Regions from separate parts of the Mus musculus genome. Here region 1 is linked to region 2. A link is a contact called in public HiChIP or PLAC-seq data. All regions are on one chromosome and are shown on one strand. The core of a region is the stretch at or near the end of the contact, and the rest is flanking DNA. Distances in the headings are between cores, read along the strand shown.

Region 1 (6,653 bases), core at 2,916-5,415, 55 kb before region 2:
CATCGCATTTAGCGAGAGACCCTGTCTTAAGAAATAGAGTGGAGGGGCTGGAGAGATGGCCCAGTGGTTGAGAGCACCAGCTGCTCTTCCAGAGGACCTGCGTCCAACCCCCAACAACCATATGGCAGCTATCAACCTTAAGTAACTCAAATTTTAGTGTACCTGACTCCCCCTTCTAGCCTCCATGGGCACAGTACACATGTGACACACAGACACATAGGCATGCAATACACCCATGCATATAATTTGTTTTTTACTCTTAAAAAAAGAAGAGAGGGGCTGGTGAGATGGCTCAGTGGGTAAGAGCACCCGTCTGCTCTTCTGAAGGTCCGAAGTTCAAATCCCAGCAACCACATGGTGGCTCACAACCATCCGTAATAAGATCTGACTCCTTCTTCTGGAATGTCTGAAGACAGCTACAGTGTACTTATATATAATAAAAATTAAAAAATTAAAAAAAAAAAGAAGAGAGCAACTGAAGAGGTTGACACCTGGTCTCCACACACAAGTGCACATATGTGTACACACACCACACACACACACACACACACACACACACACACACACACTCACACACACACACACACACACACACACACACACACACACTCACACACACTATTAACTCCAAGAACTTGGTGACTCATGCCTGTAATCCCAGTACTTCGGAGGTTGGAGCAAGAACATTGCTGTGAGTCTAAGGGCAGCCAGAGCTATATGGTGGGACCCTGTCTCAAGAACAAAACAAAACAATAAGATAATATATATATATATATAAAATAGAAGTAAGGAAATGAGTCTGGAGCCTGTGGGTTCAGTTCAGAGATAGAGTATTTTCAGGGCATATAAGGCTTGAGTTTAACCTGCAGTACACACACACACACACACACACACACACACACACACACACACACAAAGAGAGAGAGAGAGAGAGAGAGAGAGAGAGAGAAAAGACAGAGGTGGCTCAGCAGCTGAGACTATTTCCTGTTCTTTATTTTATTTTATTTTCAATTTATTTATTTTTGATTTGTTTTTGTTTTTTGTTTTGGTTTTTCGAGACAGAGTTTCTCTGTAGCCCTGGCTGTCCTGGAACTCACTCTGTAGACCAGGCTAGCCTCGAACTCAGAAATCCGCCTGCCTCTGCCTCCCAAGTGCTGGGATTAAAGGCGTGAACCACCACTGCCCGGCAATTATTTATTTTTGAGACAGTTTCTCTGTGTAACTTTGGCTGTCTTGGAACTCACTCTGTAGCCCAGGCTGGCCTTGAGGTCACATAGATCTGCCTGCCTCTGCCTCTTGAGTGCTGGGATAAAAAGCCACCACACCTGGCTATGTTTCCCGCTCTTGCTAGGAATAGAACCGAGTTTGGTTCCCAGCACCTACGTGGGGCAACTCTCAACCATGTGTAATTCCAGCTCCAGGGAATCCAATACCCTCTTCTGGCCTTTGAAGACACAGGCACACAACATATGCACATGAACACACACACACACACACACACACACACACACACACACACACACACAAAGTCTTGACTGTCCTAGAACTAGCTCCATAGATCAGGCTGCCCTTGAACTCCTAGAATTCCCCTTGCTTCTCTGCCTCCCACGTGCTGGGATTAAAGGCATGTACCACTATAACCAGCTTAAGTTATTTAAAAACTATATTATTATTATTATTATTATTATTATTATTATTATTATTATTATAATGGAACGGGCACAGGTGGCCTTGAACACGCTATGACGTCCAGGCTGGCGTCAACTCAGTGTGATTCTCCTGCCTAGGCTTCTCCATTGCTGGGATATAGCTATGGACAAGGATACTTTGTTCTATTTTCTTTGACATCTGGGAGGCTGCTGCTCCCAAGGTCTAGCTGATTCACAGAGCGTTCTTCCACACACCAGCCTGACAGCCACAAGTCTTTATCTCCAACCAAGCTCTCTGTTTAACCTTCCCAGACCAACTTAGCATCTCCCTGCCCTGGGCCAGATACTGAGTACTTAGAGACCCACCTACAGGATTCAAGTGATGGTTATCAGGGGCACTAACCTTGTTTGCACTTCTGCCTTCCCTCCCAGGTTCCTTCCCACAGAAACCACTTTCAAGGCTCTGGGCTGCACTCTCCTCTCCTCTTTTTGCCCTGCCCTGTGCTTCTCCCACAGAAACATCCAGGGGGTGGGGGCGGGGCCCTGTGAGTTATACACTTGTCTACAACACAGTCCTCACTGACATCTCTGTAAATGAATTCCCAGGCACAGTTGAATTACTGAATGACAGGACTGGAGGCAGAGCTCAGCCCTTGCCTGTTATAGGAAGGAGCCTGCAGTTGACAGATCTTCAGTATGCCCAAAACGATAACAATGATACAGAAGTTGTTGGTTATTTCAAGGTTTTTCATGTTTCACTGTTATTGCATGCAGAACCGAACATCTTTGTATATGTGTAAATTATACTCTACTTTCTTAAGAAATATTTGTTTGTTTGTTTTCCAGACAGGTTTTCTCCGTGTAGTCCTGGCTGTCCTGGAACTTGCTCTGTAGATCAGGCTGTCCTTCAACTCAGAGATCCACCTACATCTGCCTCCTGAGTGCTGGGAATAAAGGTGTGAGCCACCACCTCCTGACAAGATTCCATATTAAAAAAAAAAAAATGCCGGACCCTGTGGCTCACAACCGTCTGTAACTCCAGTTCCAGAGGCTCTAACACTCTCTTCCAACCTCCGTAGGCACCAGGCACACAAGTGATGCATGAACAAACAAGCAGGCAAAACACCCAGACACATAAAATAAATCAAATTAAAAAGTAAAAAACAATATCCAGTTAATAATCACTTGCCTGTCTCCACAGAACAACCCCCTTTCCAAGTTGAGGCTCTGCTATTATTGCCAGGGATTTTGGCTGATGCAAGGATTCCCTTCTCCTTTCTAGGTTTGTCCAGCCCCAAAGCTGCCAGCAGGAGGTCTCTGGGCTCAGGGTGAACCCATCTTGTGAAACATCTCAAGAGCTGTCCAGTGAGCAGCTATGTCACCCACTCCACCTTTATCACCTGCCCAGCCCAATCCCAACAGCCCAGACATCCAGGCTGGGGATCCATCCCAGACGAACTGACCCACCAAGTGCTGGGGGTGGGGAGGGGGACACACAGTAGAGGTTCCTTAGGGATTGATGATAGTAATAGCCAGAGCCTGAGTACCTACTGTGTGCTGGGTGCTCTACCGAAACTTTCATTCATTTTTCAAAACTTACTAAGGTCTATATGACGGTTAGTGTTGAGTCTCGATTGGGTGAGATCTAGAATTATCTAGGAGACGAAGTTCTGGGAATATCTCTAAGTGAGTTTCTATATTTGCTTAAAGAGGATAGGAAGGCCTACACTAACCATAGGTGGCACCATTCCATGGAGAATACATAGTAGGGGTGGGGAGGAAGGAGACTGAGCACCAGTGTTCTCTGCACCCTGCTTGTGACTGACACGTTGTGGCCTCCGGCTTGGGTGCCAGGAAATCCTTCCTCCCTTAAGTTGCTCTTATCGGTTATTTTGTTACAGAGGAGAAAAACGATTAACGCTTCTCTTGTGTCCCATTACCTTTTGGGATCCCAGATACAGCTCTGAACGAAGCAGGCAAGGGCACTGCCCTCTCCTACCTGATGTCGTATCCACCTGGAGATTGAGCATCAGACCCCCACCACCACCACTACTTCTCCCATTTATTTATTTTGGATTTTGTTTTACTTTGAAGCAGGGTCTCCTTACTCAGCCTAGGCTGGTCTGGAACTTGCCAGTCCCCCAGCTGTAGACGGTATGTGCTGAGATTACACGGGAACACCTCCTTGCTGGTCTCTGTTTAGATAAGGATGCAGAGGACCAGAAACATGCGCCAAAGGCACCAGCCGCTGAGCGCTGAGACATGACTTGAATCCAGACCTGCCAGGCTTCTCTGCTAGAGCATCAGCTCAGGGAATGGTGGTCCTCAAGCAGCCACCTGAGCGGAGGGTGCCTGGAGCCAGGAGGGGTGGCAGGTTCCATCTGTGCCCCAGATGCAGGCAGTGACTGGGGCGTGGAGTCAGGGCCTGAGGTGGCCGCAGCTGTGGAGGGATGGCTACTCTCTGAACACAGGCTGTTCGTTGACCTTGTTTGGAATTTCCTCTGCGACGTCAAAGCTGTGAGTCATGGTCTCAACACTTGTCTCAATTGCACAACCCACAGAGATGATTGCAGACGCTGTCATGCCTCCCGACAGCCCGGTTCCAACCGTCACGATTCCCTTTCTCTGTCCCGGACCTGAGGGATTTTGTTTGGAAGGATGACAGAGCAATACAGGAAGAGGAGAGCCTAAGACCTCCTGTGCCACTCAACGGGGCCTTCAGGCTAATCCTCTGGAACAGCTCCAACAGCTTAGCTCAGTCAGCATTCCTCCAAAACCCAAGCTGCCATCTTCGCCCTAGCATCCCTCATGAGCAGTTAGTCTCAGCCAATGGTTAAATCTGTGGCTTCTGGATCAACTGAGCGTAGGTCAAGCTCTGCTGTGTGATTTCAGAAAAGACAATATACCTCTCTGAGCCTCAATTAATTATCTTATCCGTAAAATGATGAATAGTGGAAAAAAAATCCAGGGCTACACAGAGAAACCCTATCTCAAAAAACCAAAAAAGAAAGAAAGAAAGAGAGAGAGAGAGAGAGAGAGAGAGAGAGAGAGAGAAAGAATAGGAGGCAGGGCTTGTGAGTCCTGTTCTAGTCTGAGGCTCTCTAAACAGCTAATAATTGCTGCGGAGGAAAACTCATACTCCTCTGTGATGTAACTACTGGTAAGTTAACCTTGTTCAAGTAATTAAGTGCCCCCCCATATTCATTTTCAAGCAATCGGCTTTAATAAAATTCCCTGGTTTTAAAAAAGAGACATGAACGTCGGAAGGATTGTTAGATGGAAGAGGGATTCGGGAGTAGAGGGCGCTAAGAGAGAATAATGAAGAATCAAAAACGTTATGTATGGATAAGATTGTGAACATTTTTAATTAAAAAAAATTTTTTAATGGGCCTGATGATGGTGGCGCATACCTTTAATCCCAGCAGAGGCAGAGGCAGTGGATCTCTGTGAGTTTGAGGTCAGCCTGGTCTACAGAGTGAGTTCTAGGAGAGCCTGGGCCACACAGAGAAACCCTGTCTCAATAAACAGACAGACAGACAGGCAGGCAGACAGACAGACAGACAATAACAAAAAGCTTATCATTGGGCCTTTCCGTTTTGATTTATCTCATTGCTTACCTATTGGTGCCCTGCAGTGCTGATCTCCACGAGAGTAGGAGTCTGACTGTCCATCTCTCCTGCTATTCCCAAAGCTATTATTATTATTATTATTATTATTATTATTATTATTATTATTATTCCTGTCCAGCATGTGCAAAGCCTTGGGTTCCATCCTCAGCAGCACGTAAAACTGGGTGTGGTCATACAGTAACACCAGCTGTCTGGAGAGACAGGAGGATCAGAGACTCGAACTATCTTCTGCTATTTCATGGGTTCAAGGACAGCTTGGGTTACTTGTGACAGTGTCTTAAAAAGCCAATCGTTTGGGTCAGCACTGTAGGAGCTGGAGGAGAAGGGGAAGAGGCCAGACTGGCAGCTTAGATGAAAGGGATTCCCCCAGCTCTTCCAGTCTGGCAGGAAGGAGGCAGCTGCAGCCCCCGAGGATGAGGCTAAGGCTGGGGACTTTCTTTCATACAGATGCCTGCTGCCTATGACAGACATATTTCTCTGCCAGGGCTCAGGAATCATTCCCTCGTCTTCACAGGGAATCTTGTAACTCTTTTTAAGTCATGTTGGGTTTTGGTCAGCTTCTTGATGGGTCCAGGAGCTGATATAGATAATTTTGTGCTTGCTCTTTCTGTCTCTGTCTCTCTCTGTGTCCCTCTTTCTGTCTCTCTCTCTATAACCCTGCCTGTCCTGGAACTCACTCTGTAGACCAAACTGGCCTTCAGCTCATAGATAATCCCCCTGAGTGCCTCTGCCTCCTGAGTGCTGGGATCAAAGGCAGGCGCCACTATGCCCGGCCCCAGATGTTTTGCTCTTTAGGAATGCCACTCAGGTGACCACCAGGGTCCTGTTTCCTGTTCTCCTTGGTCACATAGATTGTATCTAGAGATCCTGGTGGTAGATTTGTCTGGCAAATCTCCATAAAGGTGGGTAAAGATCACCCACAGCGCAGGCAGGCCACACCAGCTGTGGGCTCTCCCGGTTCTCCGGCGGGACAGCATTCTTGTCCGTGCTCAGAGAGAAGCGTGCCACCTTTCAGCCTGTCTTCACTTCCTCAGGCACCAAGGACGTGTATATCTTCAAGTCATAGAAAAACTTAAGGACATGGTCAGACGTAGCTACAATGGATACCATTTTCAAGAAGCAAAAGAGAGGCCAGGAAGTGAGCCCCAGAAGACACAAGCCACCACGGTTGCTGCCAGAAGGGCCATTACGGATTGTACTTATTAACATTCATTTATTTTAGTTATTACTGCACATATGTGTGCATGGTGTGAGGGGGGCATGCTCATCATGCGCGTGGCAGCAGAGGACAGCTTTGTAGAGTTGTTTCTCCCTTCCATCTGTAAGTGCATTCTGGGATAGCATCACATCCCCCAGAGTTATAGATGCCTGTGAG
Region 2 (6,322 bases), core at 2,828-5,327:
CACATGGAGAATGGCAGTTTGCACCAGTTTGGGGACTTTTCCAAGACTCTTTGTGCCTGGCTTAGATAAGGATTTTGATATTAGCCCTGTGCCTCAGGCAGGTCCTTAATATCCTGAGTCACCATTTCATCGTCTGGTGAATGGTTTGAAACATCCCTAATGTACCCAGTTGTGAGCAGTATGTATGTATGTATGCATGTATGTATGTATGTATGTATGTATGTATGTATGTATTATGTATTATGTATACAGGGTCTCATATAGTCCAGACTATCCTAAGACTATGTAGTTGAGGCTGACCTTGAATTGCTGCCTTCACCTCCAGCTTCCAAGTTCTGGGATTGCACATCCCTTCTGCGGCCCAGGTACCCCTGGCTCACCACAAGGCCTGGATTTCTGAGACTGGTGCTTTGTTCAACATTCTTGGTATATGGCTCCACAGAGTTGGCTCCGCTGTTAAGAGTACTTGTTGCTTTTGTGAAGGACTCAGGTTCAATTCCCAGCACCCACATGTAGGCTTACAACCATCAGTAACTTCCCCCAACACCAGGCACGCACTCGGCACCAGAACCAATATGCAAGCAAAGCAATTGTACACATAAAATCCTTTTTATGTGTACATCTTTTTTAAAAAAGACTTCAGTGCCTTGGGAGACAGAGATCTGAGTTTGGTCTTAATGTCATCATTCCTATGCAACCTTTTGTCAAATCCCTTTACATCAGAGGTTCTCAACCTGTGGGTCGGGTCATGACTCCTTTGGGGGGGAGGTCGTTGAATGACCCTTTTACAGGGGTTGCCTAAAACCACGAGACAACACAGATATTTAAATCACAATTCATAACAGTAGCAAAATCACAGTTATGAAGTCACAATGAAATTGATTTATGGGGGTCTCTACAACATGAGGAGCCGTATTACAGGGTCTCCGTCAGCATAAGGGAGGTTGAGAACCACTGCCTGTATGACTCATGCTTAGTTTCTTCATGTGCTCACGCTGGACCTGTTACAAGATAACTCAGAGGCGTCAACAAAATAAGCACGGTGGCACACGCTTTGATTTTTTTTTTATTAGATATTTTCTTTATTTACATTTCAAATGTTATCCCCTTTCCTGGTTTCCCCTCCGAAGACCCCCTCTCCCCTCCCCTCCCCTCCCCTCGATTTTTGATTTTTGAAACAGGGTCTCATTATGTAGCCCTGGCTGTTTTGTGGAACTCACTATGTAGATCAGGTTGGACTCGAACTCAGAGATCTGCCTGCCTCTGCCTCCCAACCTCTGAGGTTAAAAGGTGCAGGCCACCATGCCGGGTTGATGGCGTATGATTTTAATCCCAATACTTGGGAGGCAGAGGCGGGTGGATCTCTGTGAGTTTGAGGCTAGCCTGGTCTACAGAGAGAGGCTAGTCATAGCTTCATAGTGAGACCCTATTTCCGAAGCACCATGACTACTATCAAACAATAAAAATAAGCATAAAAGCACACAGCTGGGTGTTTGCATCAAACACCGAGGACGCACCTGGGACCCTTCCATGGATTCCGTGGGGCGTCCCAGAAAAACCCACTTTGCCATCCGACTTCAAAGGTGTAAGAGTCAAAGCTTCGAGGTCTAGCACCCGGACTGACATCGCAGCATGTAGCACGGATGGAAGGAGCAAGAACTCAAGCTGCAGGGTTCCTGCTTGATCCATGCCCACACCTCTCACAGGAATCCATCCGTTCCCAGGCAGCGAAACTCCAAAGCCAACCCCAACTACCCGAAACTCAACCACAGAGAACTGGCTCTCAGCCCCCTCACTGGCTGCTGGCTCCCTTCTTCTCTCCCGGCCCCTCCCTGCCACCTCCATTCCCTCCCTGGCCCTGGGGCCTTGCTTCGGCTCCAAACCTGCTCAGCCACAATTCCTTCCAGGTGCCCTCATCTGTAGAATGGGGATAATAACAGTGTAGTGTGGTATGGTGTGGGGATCAGGAAGCGCCAGAGTGAAGTGCATGTGGTAGGGTCTTGCTACAGACCAGTGGCCATCATTTCTACTGTCCTGTGAACGAGAGGGAAGATCTTGGCCCCAGGCCGAGTAGCAGCTTTCTCTGTATTGGGTGGTTGAGGGAATGGAGGTTCCGAGAGGTGGCCCCACAGCTGACCTGCCCAGGGCTGTTCAGCTAGGACGTAGTGGGCAGGACTTTGTGAGGGATCCCTAGACTTTCTGATTTCAAATCTCACTCACTATTGCCTCTCTTTGCCGGACACACAAGCAAGTCGTAACACTTATTATCCACCTTCTGCATGCCAAGCCAGGCCTCATTCAGAGAGAGACTTGACTGAGAGCATTGAAAAAAACTTAGATAGAAAGCAATGATTTACAAGGCAAGAAAGCCAAGTCTTGCTTGAGGCAAACCACAATAAACGTTCAAAGAGTAAAGGCCTTCAGGGTGAGAGAGGGCAAACAGGCAGGGAAGGCTTCCGGGAGGAGGAGAAGTTTAAGCTGGGACTTAAGGGACCAGTGAAATAGCAGACTATTTTTTGTTTGTTTGTTTATTTGTTTATTGGTTTTTCAAGACAGTATAACCCTGGCTGTCCTGGAACTCACTCAGTAGACCAGGCTGTCTTTGAACTCAGAAATCTACCTGCCTCTGCCTCTCACATGCTGGCATTAAAGTCATGTGTCACCACCTCTTGGTGGTCTACTGTAGACTAAAGAGGCCTGTGTATTCCAGATCAAGTCTGATATAGCAACAGCTGTCGATTCTCATGGACCAAGCTCTGTGCCGAAGGCTTTGCATATACTGTGCCATGAGATTTCTCTGTGACTCCGACATAAGGAATGAGAGAGAGAGAGAAAAAAAAAAAAGACCCAGAGAATGGAGAAGAAATCTTGTCAAACAGCTTTCACAAAAGGGTTAGGGGACTGGATGTGAATTAAGAATGTCGAAGAGAAAGCCTGGGCTACCTGGTTTGTGATGATCTGATCAGGTCTTAACACGGGGACTCAGCCCACCCCCCCTCCTGTTGTGGTAAAATAATTGTTTAGGCCGGTCAATGGTGGCGCACGCCTTTAACCCCAGTGCTTGGAAGGCAGAGGCAGGTGGATTTCTGAGTTTGAGGCCAGCCTGGTCTACAAAGTGAGTTCCAGGACAGCCAGGGCTACACCGAGAAACCCTGTCTCACAAAAACAAAAACAAAAACAAAAACAAACAAACAAAAATTTGTGTAGAAGAAACCTGGAGGTGTTTGATTCAGGAAGGAAGAGTGCTGGGTCCTGTTGGGGAAAATGACCTGACAAACTCTGGACCCTCACCCACGCTGTGCCTGTCAAGGGCGGGGCAGAGTTTGGGAGAGTGGAAAGGAGCTCTTTACTAGAACAAAGACTCCCGACCTGGACTGTCCTACATTTGACTGCCAATTCTCAGATCAGCGAATCTGTGAATGACCCGAGGCACAATATCCCGCCCCTCCGACTCCCTGGTCTTACCCATCCCACTTCTCCGGATTGATGGGATAAATTAAACAACATAACATATATAATGGTCTAATCTTAGTGTACTGTACGGGCGTACAGTAGGCGCTCAATAGAGGTTAGTTTTTTTCCTGAAGAAAAACATAAAAGGGAGGCGCCACCCTTCCCTGCCCCTCTGCCAATTAAAGCCTGGAGGAACAGGTTCCTGGGTTTCATTTGAAGAGAAAGAGGACATATTGGTTATATTAATTAATATATTAATAAATGATTTAACCTAACTAAGCAACAAAGCGAAAACAAAAGGTTTTGTGGCCAGGGAAATGCACTTGAGGGTCAAGACTCAGGTCCCGACTCTGACTCTCTTTCAATGTTTGGCCCCACCCCCAAGGAAAAGAGGTCCGCTCCTCAGCGCTCTTCGCTGTACTGTTGGTCCTTATGCTGGGTGTTCCAGATGCACCTCCTGCCTCAGTTTCGCCTACTGTTACAAGAGGACGCTGAAGTCAGCAGATGTCGCGGCCCCTTTAAGCCACTAAGCTCCTGTCGTAATCGCTGTTTCTTAGACTAAGCCTTTCCGGGGGTGGGTGGGTGGGAGGAGCCTATATATATTGTAGCAGCCAATCGAGGCGCGGCATTTTCCGCGGGAGATCCGAATTTGGCGGCATATAGTTTGGCGCTAAAAAAAAAAAAAAAGAAAAAAAAAAGAAAAAGAAAGAAAAAAGAAGAAAGAAAAGAAAAAGGAGTCCAAGCAAGGGACGGGAACTAGAGGGGTGAACGCAGAGCTCAGCAGGGCGCACAGGACACCCTTCGCGGGTCAGAGCACACGAGTGTCCGCGGGGTCCGTGGGCATTCCGGGACGCTTTCACGCACGGGCGCGACTCCGGACGCCCAGATATTCGGGGCACGAGCCGGACCGGGCCAACTCCTGGCAGTGCCACCTGTGCCACGCGATCTCCGAGTGGCGATCTCCGAGCTCGGCAGCGCTGGGCGGCGGGCCAGGAGGGGAGGGTCCGGCCTTGCCCGGCGGGCGTCCATTGGCGGCTGCTCCCGGCGTCCGCGGTGCAGCCGGCTGCAAAGCCCGCAGGTGCCCCGCGCGCGCGCGCCAGACCCGAGTGGGTAGGGGGCGCCGCACTCGCCATGCTGCGCGCGCCGCGGACCCTGGCTCCGGCCACGGCGCAACCTACAAAGAGCTTGCCGGCGCTGAACCCCACCGAGCTGTGGCCTTCGGGTCTGAGCAGCCCCCAGCTCTGCCCGGCCACCACCGCCACCACCTACTACACTTCGCTTTACACGCAGACGGTGCCTTCCTCTGTGGCGCTGGGCACCTGCCTCGACGCCACTCCCCACGGACCCGAGGGCCAAATTGTGCGATGTGCACCCGCAGGCCGGCTGCCGGTAATGCTGGGGGACCCCCTGTACTTCCCGTATACGTGTCTGGGTGGGGAAAAAGGAGAGAGGGTGCTTGGGACGCCCTACGGCTTGATTACAGCTGGTTGAGGTGGGGAAGCGGGACTGGCAGTAGAGAGAACCCTTTCATTTTCCGACTCCGTGAAGTAATCTCGCCTGCTGTCGCGGACTGCAATGAGCACTGGTCAGGGGAGCCTGGAGACCTAGCCCAGTGCCCCTAGCGCCTGCGTGACCTTGAGGAAGCTTCCAAGGCATCGACGATGCTTAAGTTCATTCATTCTTTCATTGTTTACGCCAGAACCAACACCTGCTTTTTCAGGCCAGGGGCTTGGCCTGTGGGATTTCCTGGTGACTTTAAATCCGCATAGGTCTCCCAGGTCTCTGGTCCAGCCTGGTATCTGGACCAGAGTTGTCTAGCCAGCTCCTTCTCAAGTGTTGTCCTCAGGTCCTCCCCACAGCCTGCTCATCGTCCGAAATAGCCAGTAGCAATGCAAATGTAGTCCGTCTCTTGGGTTTCCTGTTCAGATGGACTGTGACCTCGCGAGTGAGAGATGTGTTGTCAGGGAAGGCCTGGTGTGGTGGCGTTTGGGCTGTAGTACAGGGTTTGTGGGAATGGATGAGAAAGGGCCTGAGGGAGTTAGAGGGAGGGTTGGGGTGGCTGGTTTCAGCTCTGGTCTTCACTGTGTATATTTGGATGTCAGGGCCTCTGTTTCCTCTTCTTAAAAAAAAAAAGTTTTAAAATTACATTTATGTGGGGGATGGGACCGTTTGTGCCACACTGTGTTTGGAGGTCAGAGCACAACTTTTCAGAGTTGGTTTTCTTTTTCAGAGTGGGTCCTGGGGATCAAACTCAAGCTGTTCAGCTTGGTGGCAAACTCCTCTACCCACTGAGCCATCTCGCCAGCCCCACCTTTCCTCTTCTAGAAAATATATCTTCCTTGGCTTGTCTCCTCTGTTAGTTCCAGGTTTGGAAGCAGGTGTCAAGGAGGGGAGATGGTATTTGTAGGGTATGGTAAGTCTAGGGACAGGGATAAGACCACCCTGTGTCCCCAGGGTATTTTGTCCGACCTGTGGCTCTGTCTTTTCTTTCTCCACCCCTGGGGCAGGCTCAGAGCTCAGTGGTCACCTCTCTGGCTCTAGGCAGAGCCAGCCTCATTTTCTGCCTTTGGAGTCAAGCTTTAGTTTTACCTCCCATGATCCCTTTCCTGGGAGTGCAGGAAGTGGCATGGCTGTGTTGTCATGCCCATTTTACAGGGCAAGAAACTGAGGATGAGTGGTGTTCTGTTGCTGTGTCGGCTCTTGGGCATTTTCCAGCCGCATGCATTTGTGTTAGCTTGTGAAGTAAGCTGAACAGGAAGAAGCTTTGTGTTGTGGAAGCGGAAAATCGAGGGTCAAAGTTCATCCAGCGAAGTGACCCACAAATCAGCTCTCTATGAGGCTGGGCTTTACCCCTGAACTGCTCATTCTA

The links. HiChIP or PLAC-seq counts read pairs in DNA pulled down with a chosen protein or histone mark.
Region 1: a contact with region 2 is called in an HNF4G HiChIP or PLAC-seq map of pancreatic cancer cells. The contact joins the enhancer-like site here to the promoter of E2f2 in region 2. A contact is called at or near these places in 2 of 39 promoter capture datasets (maxillary cranial neural crest and second pharyngeal arch cranial neural crest), 1 of 15 datasets of contacts at CTCF or cohesin (large pre-B cells), 6 of 115 datasets of contacts at active chromatin or transcription factors (CD8 T cells, the SCID.adh cell line, embryonic stem cells and 1 more) and 3 of 9 other capture datasets (adipose tissue, liver and pancreatic islet).

What each region holds. Positions count from the first base shown.
Region 1 is chr4:136,113,061-136,119,713 of GRCm38.p6, forward strand. No RefSeq gene overlaps it. Among named protein-coding and RNA genes, the nearest start is that of Gm42329, 26 kb to the right of the region's middle. Within about 2 kb of position 4,166, at least 131 of the 459 cell types and tissues checked have an H3K27ac peak or open chromatin away from gene starts, as enhancers often do. A contact at or near this core is called in adipose tissue, liver and pancreatic cancer cells, where this site is marked.
Region 2 is chr4:136,168,197-136,174,518 of GRCm38.p6, forward strand. E2f2 (E2F transcription factor 2) reads left to right here and starts at 4,078. Exons shown (of 7, transcript NM_177733.7): 1 at 4,078-4,842. The coding sequence starts at 4,585.